Regions from separate parts of the Mus musculus genome. Here region 2 is linked to region 1. The links are chromatin contacts, called in public Hi-C maps. All regions are on one chromosome and are shown on one strand. The core of a region is the stretch at or near the end of the contact, and the rest is flanking DNA. Distances in the headings are between cores, read along the strand shown. Region 1 overlaps Fbxo32 (F-box protein 32). Region 2 overlaps Fam91a1 (family with sequence similarity 91, member A1).

Region 1 (5,535 bases), core at 1,713-4,212:
GGGAAGTGACATATTGTTTAAAACATGAGTGCTAGGCTAGCAAGATGGTTCAGCTGGTAAGGCACTTGTCACCAAGCCTGATGAATCCAGTTCGGGAGCCGACATATAGGTAAAAATGAACCAAACCAACTCTCGCATGGTATTCTTTCATGTCTACTCCCATATGATGTGTGTGTGTGTGTGTGTGTGTGTGTGTGTGTGTGTGTGTGTGTGTGTGTTAATAAATGTAAGTGCTATACAGATGAATTGCAGAGGAAACCTGTTTTTCAGTAAAGAATGATAGGAGGGAAATTGCTTTTGCCGAGTGACTCTCCAAACATCACACCAAACTCTGCGTGATATGCCCGAGATTTGCTACATAGTTTCGCTCGCTGTTGGGGTAACAGCGTGCAACTAGACTTTTCTCCAAATCCATCATCTCCAAAACCAGCATGAGCCGGGGCTGAAGGGCAGGATGTGGTTTGGACATGTCGCCACCACCTCCTCCCTCCAGTAGAAAAGCTTCATGCCTTCATTGCACAGTGACACCCTGCACGCAATGGCAGATCCCCACACTGCCCACTCACAATGACACCATGGCCCCCAGGGGCAGCCTCGAGCATGACTCCCTGTTCCCCTACACCTCTGCCTCTCCTTCAGCACAGCCACAAATTACTGGCACCTGAGCTAAAATTTGCCCAGCAGCAAACAGCTACTTCCAAACAAGACATTTTCCTCTACTCCTTTCCTTGTGGCTAAGGGCAAAGGATGTAGTTGGCTCAGTCCTCTTGGTAAACAAATTACTGGATACAAATCCACTCTCTGGGGCAAACAGCTCTCTTAGCAACAGAAATGGTAGACAGATTCAGCCCTTCATCGTTAATATCACATGACATTATCTGCTGGTTCTTAGCAGTAGAGTTGTATTGGAGTAAGAGGTAGACTCCTTAGGTAACCCAAAACCATTGCCTCTTCCTAAATATGTTCATAATATTGTTCTGGACATTATTTCGCCTCAGCGTGGAAGCTGGTCACCAGTCATAGCACACTGTTGATATAAGATTTCCAGATTCTTTGCAGATGATAATAAGTCATGACGTTGCTGCAATTGTTAGAATAAAAGTTGGCCCTATGTGGCAAATTATTGATCCTCCAAATACGTATTCTCAGTTAGACATATCTGAACTTGAGTCTTAACTCACTGATTTCCTGCTGCAGCTTAACTGCTCTGAGCCTTAGTGTCTTCATTTGTCAAATGGGAAACTTAACCTCTTTGTCCATTGAAAATTGAGACCAGACAGATGAACTGTGTGGCACCATCTCTGCACACAGTAAATATCCATCGTTTTTAGCAAAATACGGCTTCATGGTTGAAGCATCTCTGCAAGTCATGACGTGTATCAACAGAGAGCTACTAAATGCACCACAAATATAATAGCGATGTCAGAGGAATGTTAAAGTCTGAGTGCATCCAGTTGACAACACATACAGTTGAAATATAGTCTTTAAACAAGCTATATTTTACCTTAGTACTTCCCTATGTTCTGCCTGGCAATAATTTTACCTAGCTGTCTTTTCTGTATTATGATAAAACACTGTGATAACGCTAAGTATGTTCTTGGTACCTGGCACTTTGTGAGGGCTTGATGATCTATTTGATCTTCACAACAATTCTTAAGGAAGTGGTATCATTATACAAAATTTATAGATAGGAAAAACTGAAGCCAGTAGTTTGACTCTGGGACCTTCACTTATACTCTCTATGATATATATTGCAAGGGACCCCAGGACCACATCTGGCCCTGCATTTATTTTTATAAATAAAGTTTTATTGTTACACACAAGTGTACACATTGATTTTCATATTGTCTAGGGTTGCTTTTGTGCTACAACAGCAGGTCATTTTCAGTGTAAAGACTGTATGACCCACAAACCTTGAAGCAGTTACTACTTGGGGGCCAGGTATGGTGGTGCATTCCTTTAACCCTAGCCCCAGGGGAGGCAGAAGCAAGGGGATCTCTTTGAGTTTGAGCCAGCCTGGTCTACAGTGTGAGTTCCAGGACATCCAGGGCTATTACACAGAGAAACCCTGCCTCAAAACAAAAAAAAAAAAAAAAAATCAAAAACCCAGTTCCTATTTGGCCCTGTAGAAAGTTTGCCTACTCCAGCTGTCAACCTTAAACTTCTTTAAGAGACTGGCACCGGGGAGAAGAGTAATTTTAATAGTGATCATAACACTTTATGTTTGCAACAGTAAGTTTTGGTTTTCTCAATATCTCACTTGATTCTCATTACAGTCCTAGAGGTAGTCTTTTGTTGTCGCTGGTTTGGTTTGTATTTCCTGTAGGTAGCCTTTTTATTGACATTTAGAAACCCCACAACAAGCTAGATGACTAGACAGTAAACTCCATGAGTCTGGGGATCGCGCGCTCTGCCCTTCCCTGTCATCTGTCTCAGTGCTACAACAGAGTGGACACAGAGATTCTTGCTAAATGAATGACGGTTGTAAAGGTCACCCAGACAGAGAATCCGATTCTCCTGTTCCAGGGCCCCACAGCTGCCTAGCAATGAAAGCGGGGACTTTCCCTGAAGATAGGGTGAAACAGAGATGAGATTACATGTCACCCTCCTGTCACTTGCCAGTGTGCTGCTCTATCCCTCTCCCTCCTCAGGTAACGAAGATAATAAGTTCAGCCCAAAGAGCTCTTTGCTGCTCCTAAACAGAGCCCGCAGAGCTTTCTTTGATGCACAGTCAGGGCCTGTTGCAGAGGCTTTTTATCTTTTTTTTTTTTTCCCTTGTGATGGGTGCCCTTTGAGATGGGATTAAGACTGACACTCTGGGGAGCAGTGGTCACATGGCACCCACGTTTTAGATGCATTTCTGGCTGATCGAAGGCTGGCCCCTGCCTCAGCTCCTACCCAAGGATGAGTCATGGTGCTCAGCCGCCTGCCCTGCAGGAGTAGGCTCCAGACTGCCAGGCTTTTGTTTTCTTTCATCTCGCTTTATGCTAGTCATGTGAGGCTCTGGGCATTAATAAACCATTGGCCTGGCCTTCTAGAGCCTGCTGCTGTTGCTCAGGGAGAAAATGAAAGGTTCGTGTTCTTTTTCCACTGTCATGTGCTGATTGGTGGCAGAACTGAACTAGGCGGGCACAGAGCCCTGCGGTCACTATGCATGGACAGAGCCTCCCCCACCCCACCCACCCCACATCCCCGGGCGTGTTTTGATGTCTACCCTGTCAGCATCACTCTTGTCAGCTCCTGACTTCTAAGTTTAGGTCTCCAGCACTAAGCACAATACAGCAGTGTCTCCTCCTCCTCCTCCTCCTCGTCCTCCAAGTCAGGAGGACACACCACCCCATGCCCATGTAAAAGATACCACATCTAGCATGAGGGCATTCAAGGCTTAGAACTTTTTGTTTCCAATTTAAAGTAAAATTATGTTCCAGGAACTAGGTCTGTCTGTGTTTGACAAGGGCCCAAAGGGCTCAATAAGGACAAATGTTTTAAATAAGGGCCTGGGACACGGAGGTGCTCTAAACCACCTAGGGCCATGGTTCTCCACCCTCATAATGCTGCAAACCTTTAATACAATTCCTCATCTTGTGGTGACCCTCAACCCATAGAATTATTTTCGTTGCTACTTCCTAACTGTAATTTTGTTACTGTTATGAATTGTAATGTAAACATTTTTGGAGATAGAGGGTTGCCACAGGGTCATCACCCATGGGTTGAGAACCGCTGATGTAGGGCATGGGTCCAAAGCGAATCCCCTGAAATCCGGCTTTTGTGTTCAGTTCTTATGTTCCCATTCAGTTGTGGTTTTGTAGTGCAGAGTTTTAGATTGTTCTGTTTCTTCCCTCTTCTGCCTTGATTCCAGTATCCAATATAGTATATACATAATACCAATACGGTATTATAATTTCTTTTCTTTTTGTTTGGCAATAATGGAAGTAGTAGAAATTAGCATAGGCCCTTGTCAAACAAACCAAACTTACCTGGCATCTAATTAACACCAGGCCCTTGGGTAGGGGTTCTGTGCATACTCTTTCATTGAAAGCTCACCACCTCAAAGACCCTGAATATTATTCATAGAAATGAAGAACCCAGATAGCAAAATGCATTTAGTGGCATGCCCTTAATCACAGAGCTAAGAATTTATCAAATCAAGACTCTATTGCATGGGCTGGTTGAGATAACTTAGCCAGTAAGAGTACTTGCTGCTTCTAGAGGACCCAGGCTTAGTTCTGACATCCATACGGTGGCTCACAACTGTCTGTAACTCCAGTTCCAGGGGATCCAATGTCCTCTTTTGGCCTCCATTAGCACAAGGCACAAACGTGGTATACTGACACACATAAAGCTTTCAAAAGAATTGTATCAAAGCTGACAGATACTAGGATTCTCCTTTGAGCCTCTGAGGAGAGAGAGGTAGACTCACTATACACCCTGTTTCTCTTCCTTAGCATCTTTCTATTAAAAAAAAAAGGTACCTGCAGCAAAGGAGTCTACTAATCAGGCAAGTTTCTTGAACATGAGAAGCAGGTACTGTCTAAAAAAGACTCATCCCTTCCTTGGGACATGCACATGGTCACCAAACATGAACCCGAATGTGTCCTGAGAGCAGTCGGTGCCAGTGGACAGAGGTTCAGGTCAGGACAAGAACAGATCCCCTTGGGGTGATTATGCAGAGCTCTGGTGTTCACAGGTCATGAGAGGTTCTGTTCCCTTTGGAATAGTGTCAGCTCTCCTTTCTGAAGTGGGCCAAATACAATGGATCAGCCCTGGCTGAAGCCCAAACCCTTTATATATAGAAGAAAAAAAGGAAAGCAATTAAATATTCAGCCTGACTCCTGGTTTTGAATTACCCCCATTTGTCTTTCACTCTGAGCATCTGCCTTTTATTGCCTCTCTGAGCATCTGCCTTTTATTGCCTAGTGGCCTCTCTCTCTCTCTCTCTCTCTCTCTCTCTCTCTCTCTCTCTCTCTCTCTTTCTCTCTCTCTCTCTCTCTCTCTCTCTTTCTCCTCCCCACCCCCATCTGTCTGTATCTGCATGTCATGTGACTCAAAAGTGAAGATTAGGTTTAAAAAAAAAAAAGAAATCTCTGTAGTCTAAGCCTGGCAACTTCTATTTTTATCCACAGCTGTTGGAGCTGATAGCAAAGTCACAGCTCACATCCCTGAGTGGCATCGCCCAAAAGAACTTCATGAACATTTTGGAAAAAGTGGTACTGAAAGGTGAGCACCCCACACACACCTCAGCCCTTTTCCTAGGTGTGGGAATAGGCAGGTGGGTTGTCTCATCACGTAGCATGTCACTAGGTTTAAAGGAGTATAAGCCTAGAGAAGTGAGTCATGGCGGCTGAAGTCAGGAGTACCTGCTTCCAGCTCAGAAAAGATGTGCCATCCATGCCCTTGGCAAAGACCAAGCACACTGCCCCTTGTCATTTCTTTAGGGTCATATGTTTTCCCTGCTTCAAGTTTGACTGGCTTCTCAATGAGGACACAAACCCTGCCCTTCATGGTGGAGTTTCTATAGCCCCAGGAAATGGAGCT
Region 2 (5,443 bases), core at 1,075-3,574, 260 kb before region 1:
AAAGCTGGGAAAAAGAAGAACCCACAAAGTAGCAAAGGCCACCAGTGACACAGTATTGATGTGTCACTAACAATTTGATCAGGATTTTTTAAAAAAAGATTTATTTACTTTTTATTTGTATGCGTACACTGCAGCTGTCTTCAGACACACACTAGAAGAGTGCATTGGATCCCATTACAGTTGGTTGTGAGCCAACATATGGTTGCTGGGAATTGAACTCAGGACCTCGGGAAGAGCAGTCAGTGTTCTTAACCGCTGAGTCATATTTCCAGCCCTATCAAGATCTTTTGAGACAGTTTATTTGTCTGACACTCACCAACTACAAAGGAAAATGATTAAATTTCCCACTGATATTAAAAGTGCATTTTCAGAGCACATATTAAATAAATGAAAAAAAAAACTTAAGTCTTTTGAACTGACTTCTTTAATTCTGTGGGACGAAAACCAAGACCCCAAGCTCGCATAAACTACAGCTCTGAGTGCTGAGGTGTGTGTTTGAAAGCGTGGCTGGGGAATGTGTGGAAAAACTCACGAGGAAGAGCCTTTGGTTTATCTCTGAGCAGGGAATATCTTCTTCCTCTTTTTCCTCCCTGGGAAAGAGTTGTCTATACCGAATGTCAGAACAAACTTCAATTAAAAACTATTTCCTATGACTGAAGTGCTTTAAATGACTGTTCTGGGAATTACCAACCACCTTGTGATTGGGTTCAAAGCCCACTCCACAGGATTAACTGTTAAAACTGTAAATCTGACCAAGAGTCTATGGCTAGGGAACCCATATGCCTCAGGAATGAAACTATTAGTATTTTGCTCAATGAACATAGTATCAAACTATCTTCCAAATATGTATCTCTGAACCATAGACGGGTGTATCTCTCAGTGTTCATCAGAGAGTCACTGTGAGGCAGATGGTCATTAACAGACACTCACAACTGGTCAAAGTGCAGAAATAAATGTGTGTGGAGTGCTCAGTCATATATGGAGCATTTGAAACACACTCACACACACACGCGCGCGCGCACACACGCACACACACGCCACACACACACACGCACGCGCACACACACGCACACACGCGCGCACACACACACATGCACGTGCACACACACATACACACACACACACACGCGCGCCTCACAGGACATTATGGAAGAAGGCAATGAGAAGCTTCTAAGAGCCATAGGTCAGGGAAGGATGGACGAAAACTGTCTTCTGGATATGACAGAACCACTGCACTCATAAACTCTTAACAGCTGTGAAAGACACTATATATGTGTATGTATTATAAAATTCTCAAAAGAAATTTTAAAATATTTTTTAAAACATCTCTATACAGCCTCTGTCACCCAAGTTTATCAGAATGCTAAGAATTGATGTTAATTAATTACACATATACATTGGGAAACCTGTTCACTAAATAGGATTTCATTAATATGTATAATTTTTACGTGTCAAGTCTATAAAAAACGAATGTAAGACTCCTTTCCCATACCCATGATAAAAAGGTTGTAGGTAAATCATTCCCTAGTATTTTATTCCTAAACTTGTTTCAGTTCATCTTTGAATTTTCCTAGTATACAAACATGTTATTTTAAATTTTCCCATCCCTTTAAATGTGACTACCAGCTGTGCAGTGGTGGTCCACACCTTTAGTCCCAGCACTCCAGAGGCAGAGGAAGGTTGAGTTCAAGGCTAGCCTGGCCTGCAGAGCTAGTTCCAGGATAGCCAGGGCTACACAGTGAGGGCCTGCTTCAAACCCCATCCCTCCCCAAAGTGACTACTTCCCTATTGATGCTTGAGACTGATTTTGCTTGCTTTTAATTCTACTGTTATATGCCATCAGTGGTGGTTTAGTGGAGTACGTGTGCCACTTCTAGCTGTGGGAACTAATTCAATTAATAGTGAGTCTAAATTATAGAATACTGTGTAGTATCCAGGTTTTGGCTGATAGTTTAGAGAAGGGATGGAGTTGTGTGCACATGCACATATAAATCATCTATGTGCTTTGTCTACACGAACCCAAAGGGCTAAGCACTGGCCATGGTCAAAGCAGAACGGTGGTACAAGGCTCCTACCCTAAACCACTCTCCACTTGCGTACACTTGTACACTCCTTAATAAAACACGAGGCTGGAAGAGTTCTGAATGGAAAACTGAATTTTTGCTCACGGGCAGGGACCCACTAAAACCACAAGATGAAAAACAATCCATGAAAAAACTTTGTAATCCACACCACGGATGAATTGGATGACCGGGAGCTGGCAGATGGCTCTACAGAGAGGAGGCAGGAAAAGGAGATCATTTTAAGAAGCAGTGCCAACTTCTTCACCATCCAGCCAGGATATTCCAGTCAAACCACCAGGGGCTGGAGTAAGACAGAGAGCCTATGCTATATGCAACGTTTCCTTCTTAAATTTTAAACATTTCTCTCAGTTGAGAATTTCATGTGCTTTAATCCTACTCCCTCTCCCTCTCCCAACTCTTCCCAGATCTTTGGTATACTAAAGCAGGCTGAGCAAGCTACAAGCAAGCCAGTAAGCTGCACGTCTAGCCTGTGCATCAGTTCTTGCCTCCAGGTTCCTGCCTTCCTAGTTCCTAGTTCCTCCCCTGATTTCTCTCAGTGATGGCCTGAGTTATGATACAGCAGTCTCAGTCACTAAGAAAATGCCCCACAGAGCTGCCCACACCACAGGCCAATCTCATAGGGGCATTTTCTCAACTGAGGTTCTCCTTTCCTCTAGCTTGTATCAAGCTTACTTAAAACTAGCCAGGGCAGAGACAATGAACATCCCTTGCCTAACCTGGTAATTTTCCTGCAAATCTGGTATTAGGACCAAATTTTAAAAGTTGTTGAAAAAACACAGGAAAGCCAGGTTTTTGAAAAGCACAGGTATTTAATATTAAAACAAGTCCCAGAAAATTAGACACTCTCCACAGTAACTTGATCAACACCAGTTTATTTGTAAACATGTTATTTGTGTCAATAATCAAATTGACAACACTTTATACAATTTCCTTGGATAATATTAACATCATAACAGAACACAATCCATTGTACTGAGTTACAGTTTTGGTACTTTAAAATCCTTTAATACAAAGTGTACTTGAAACACTGAACATAAAAAATGAGAATGGCAGAGAAAGCAAACGACCCAGAAAGGGAAATCACATCCCTCAAACAAATGCAAAAGCATCTGGTTACACATGTTACACAAGAGAGGGCTAAGGCAGTGGTTCTCAGCCTTCCTGATGCTGTGACCCTTCAACACAGTTCCTCATGGCACAGCGATCCCCAACCACAATTGTTTTTTACTACTTTGTAACTGTTGTTTTGCTGTTATGAATAATAATAAATATCTGATATGCAGGATATCTGATATATGACCCTGTGAAAGGATGGATCTGAGCCCCCAAAGGGGTTGCAACCCACAGGGTGAGAACGGCTACTGAAAGGAATGGCTGAGCCTAACTTCTTAAGTGATACAAAGTTGCATTTCTTTAGACACATTTGTGAGTCGAAACTAGACCTTTACTAAACTGTACGCCCTTTTTGATATTTAGTAGCTCTTTTTTTCTTGGCTTCTAAATGTCATGGTTCAAGTTATAATAAGTGGTGAGAGAGAGTGGTGCTAAGCCAGATGAAATTAAACATTTGCAAAATAACTGGGCACAACTTTTATCAATCTTCTTTGGCAAAGAACAAAGTCTATAGTTATTTTTTTATTTATTTTTTATCAACTTAATAGAGGCCTCTGCGAGAGCTAACGTGAGTGGAAGGAACCAGACAGTCATAAAGCAAAGCACAAACACACGTCATCCTCTCTAAAATGAACAGGGTTCCTCAGAAGACAGGGACTTCGGCTGGGATTCTGATGGTTTCAATCTTCCTACTAAACAAAAATCAGAGAGGTGTAAAGTGTTGTTCTAATTTAAAGTACTGTCCCTGAAGTTCATGATCACGGTTAGGTCTCATCTCTTCTTCAGTGTTTCTCAAAGGAATTATAGCAGCAAATCACTCCCATATTTTAAGCTTTAAACTCAGCAATAACTGGACTGTCGTAACTACAACTGTTCAATTCTTTATTAGTGTACATGTCATTAGAGTTGGTATTCGACTACTAATACAAAGATAAATACCTACAGTTAACTCAATCAAAGCAAATGAGATTAAGAGCCCTGATCAAAAGAAATACGGACAACTTTCAGTTGAAACTGTAAAAGTTACATACACATATAACTAATAGCACTAGGAATGTACAGTCTCAGTAATTGGAAAAATAAATGAGTAATTCACAGTCATAGAAATTATTTTAATATTACTATGTACTTTTCCTTTTACAGACAAACATGACATACATACAGTTCTACCTTATACAAGACAAAGTAGAAAACTAAACATTACTTCATTTACCCAAACACAGCACTAACTGTGCCACAGGTAACCTGGTCCAAAATAGTCAATTCTACAGATAGGCCATGGTATTAAATGCATGGCCACTTTAACGGTTTCAAGAAAGGCATATACTTGCAGAAGTCTGTTAATTACACAAATATCACTTGTATAAATAACAAAAGCCATCAGCAAAGCTGTTAGGCTCCAATGTTCTCAATCAGTGTAATGCTTGCGTGTTTCAGGTCTGTCGCTTGCCCAATTCAGTTAGGGGAGCTCAACTAAGCACACAAACACCCCAGGGAAGGTGACCTGGACAGCCTAAGTGGCAAATCCAAAGATTCTGACATTTGAGACACTAAAAGACCCAATGCCCACAGCACACGAAGCCAGTCAGTGCCTCTTCACTCCCCAGAGCTGTGTGCCAGTTTCAGGTCCAGATGTTGTGTCTGAGGAATCGTTTCATCATGGAGCTGAGTCCAAGACACGGCCCTGAGGCTGCTGCTGTGCGATTCCAACTTCCACCACAATCCTTAGTTGAAATCAAGGTCAATTACCCTAACAGTTCCTAGGTAAAGCTACAAGATGAGACGTGCAACAGCCTCAACTACACGTGGAAAATAAATTCTATTTTTCCATAAAGACTCTATGAAAATATAAAGCCAAAGGTGAGTGACAACGGGAGTCCACATACAAACATCATTTAAAAATAGAATGTTCTCCATAGCGCTCATGAGATGTCAAAGGATCATCAGTTAAGACCGTAGAAATCAAGGTGAGGTTTATGTAACTATGCTGACCGACATACCCTCAATCATGTTCACTCGGCGTACATAATTTACTGACGTCCACAGTAATCCTTAATGCCCTGGTCTGTACCCCTCACTGCTGGATGCTTGCCACTTCTAGCGTGACTGCCTCAAGAACCAAGAAGCCTTTTGGAGGAAGAAGAGTCCATCTCCTCCCATGATTCCCTCAGTGTAGGTAACAAAATATAAAATTAAACCAGGTTTATGTCTGAGAAACTTACATATAAAACTACCACTGCAATATT

Evidence for each region. A called contact is a pair of places that touch in the nucleus more often than the background predicts.
Region 2: a contact with region 1 is called in a Hi-C map of muscle stem cells, with 4 times the contacts expected there. A contact is called at or near these places in 2 of 484 Hi-C or Micro-C datasets (embryonic fibroblasts and muscle stem cells), 1 of 130 datasets of targeted methods (the NIH/3T3 cell line) and 1 of 9 other capture datasets (adipose tissue).

The regions. Positions count from the first base shown.
Region 1 is chr15:58,191,953-58,197,487 of GRCm38.p6, reverse strand. Fbxo32 (F-box protein 32) reads left to right here. Exons shown (of 9, transcript NM_026346.3): 5 at 5,124-5,217. Among named protein-coding and RNA genes, the nearest start is that of Fbxo32, 20 kb to the left of the region's middle.
Region 2 is chr15:58,455,237-58,460,679 of GRCm38.p6, reverse strand. It overlaps Fam91a1 (family with sequence similarity 91, member A1), which reads right to left. Exons shown (of 24, transcript NM_145959.3): 24 at 2,879-5,443. Among named protein-coding and RNA genes, the nearest start is that of Fam91a1, 42 kb to the right of the region's middle.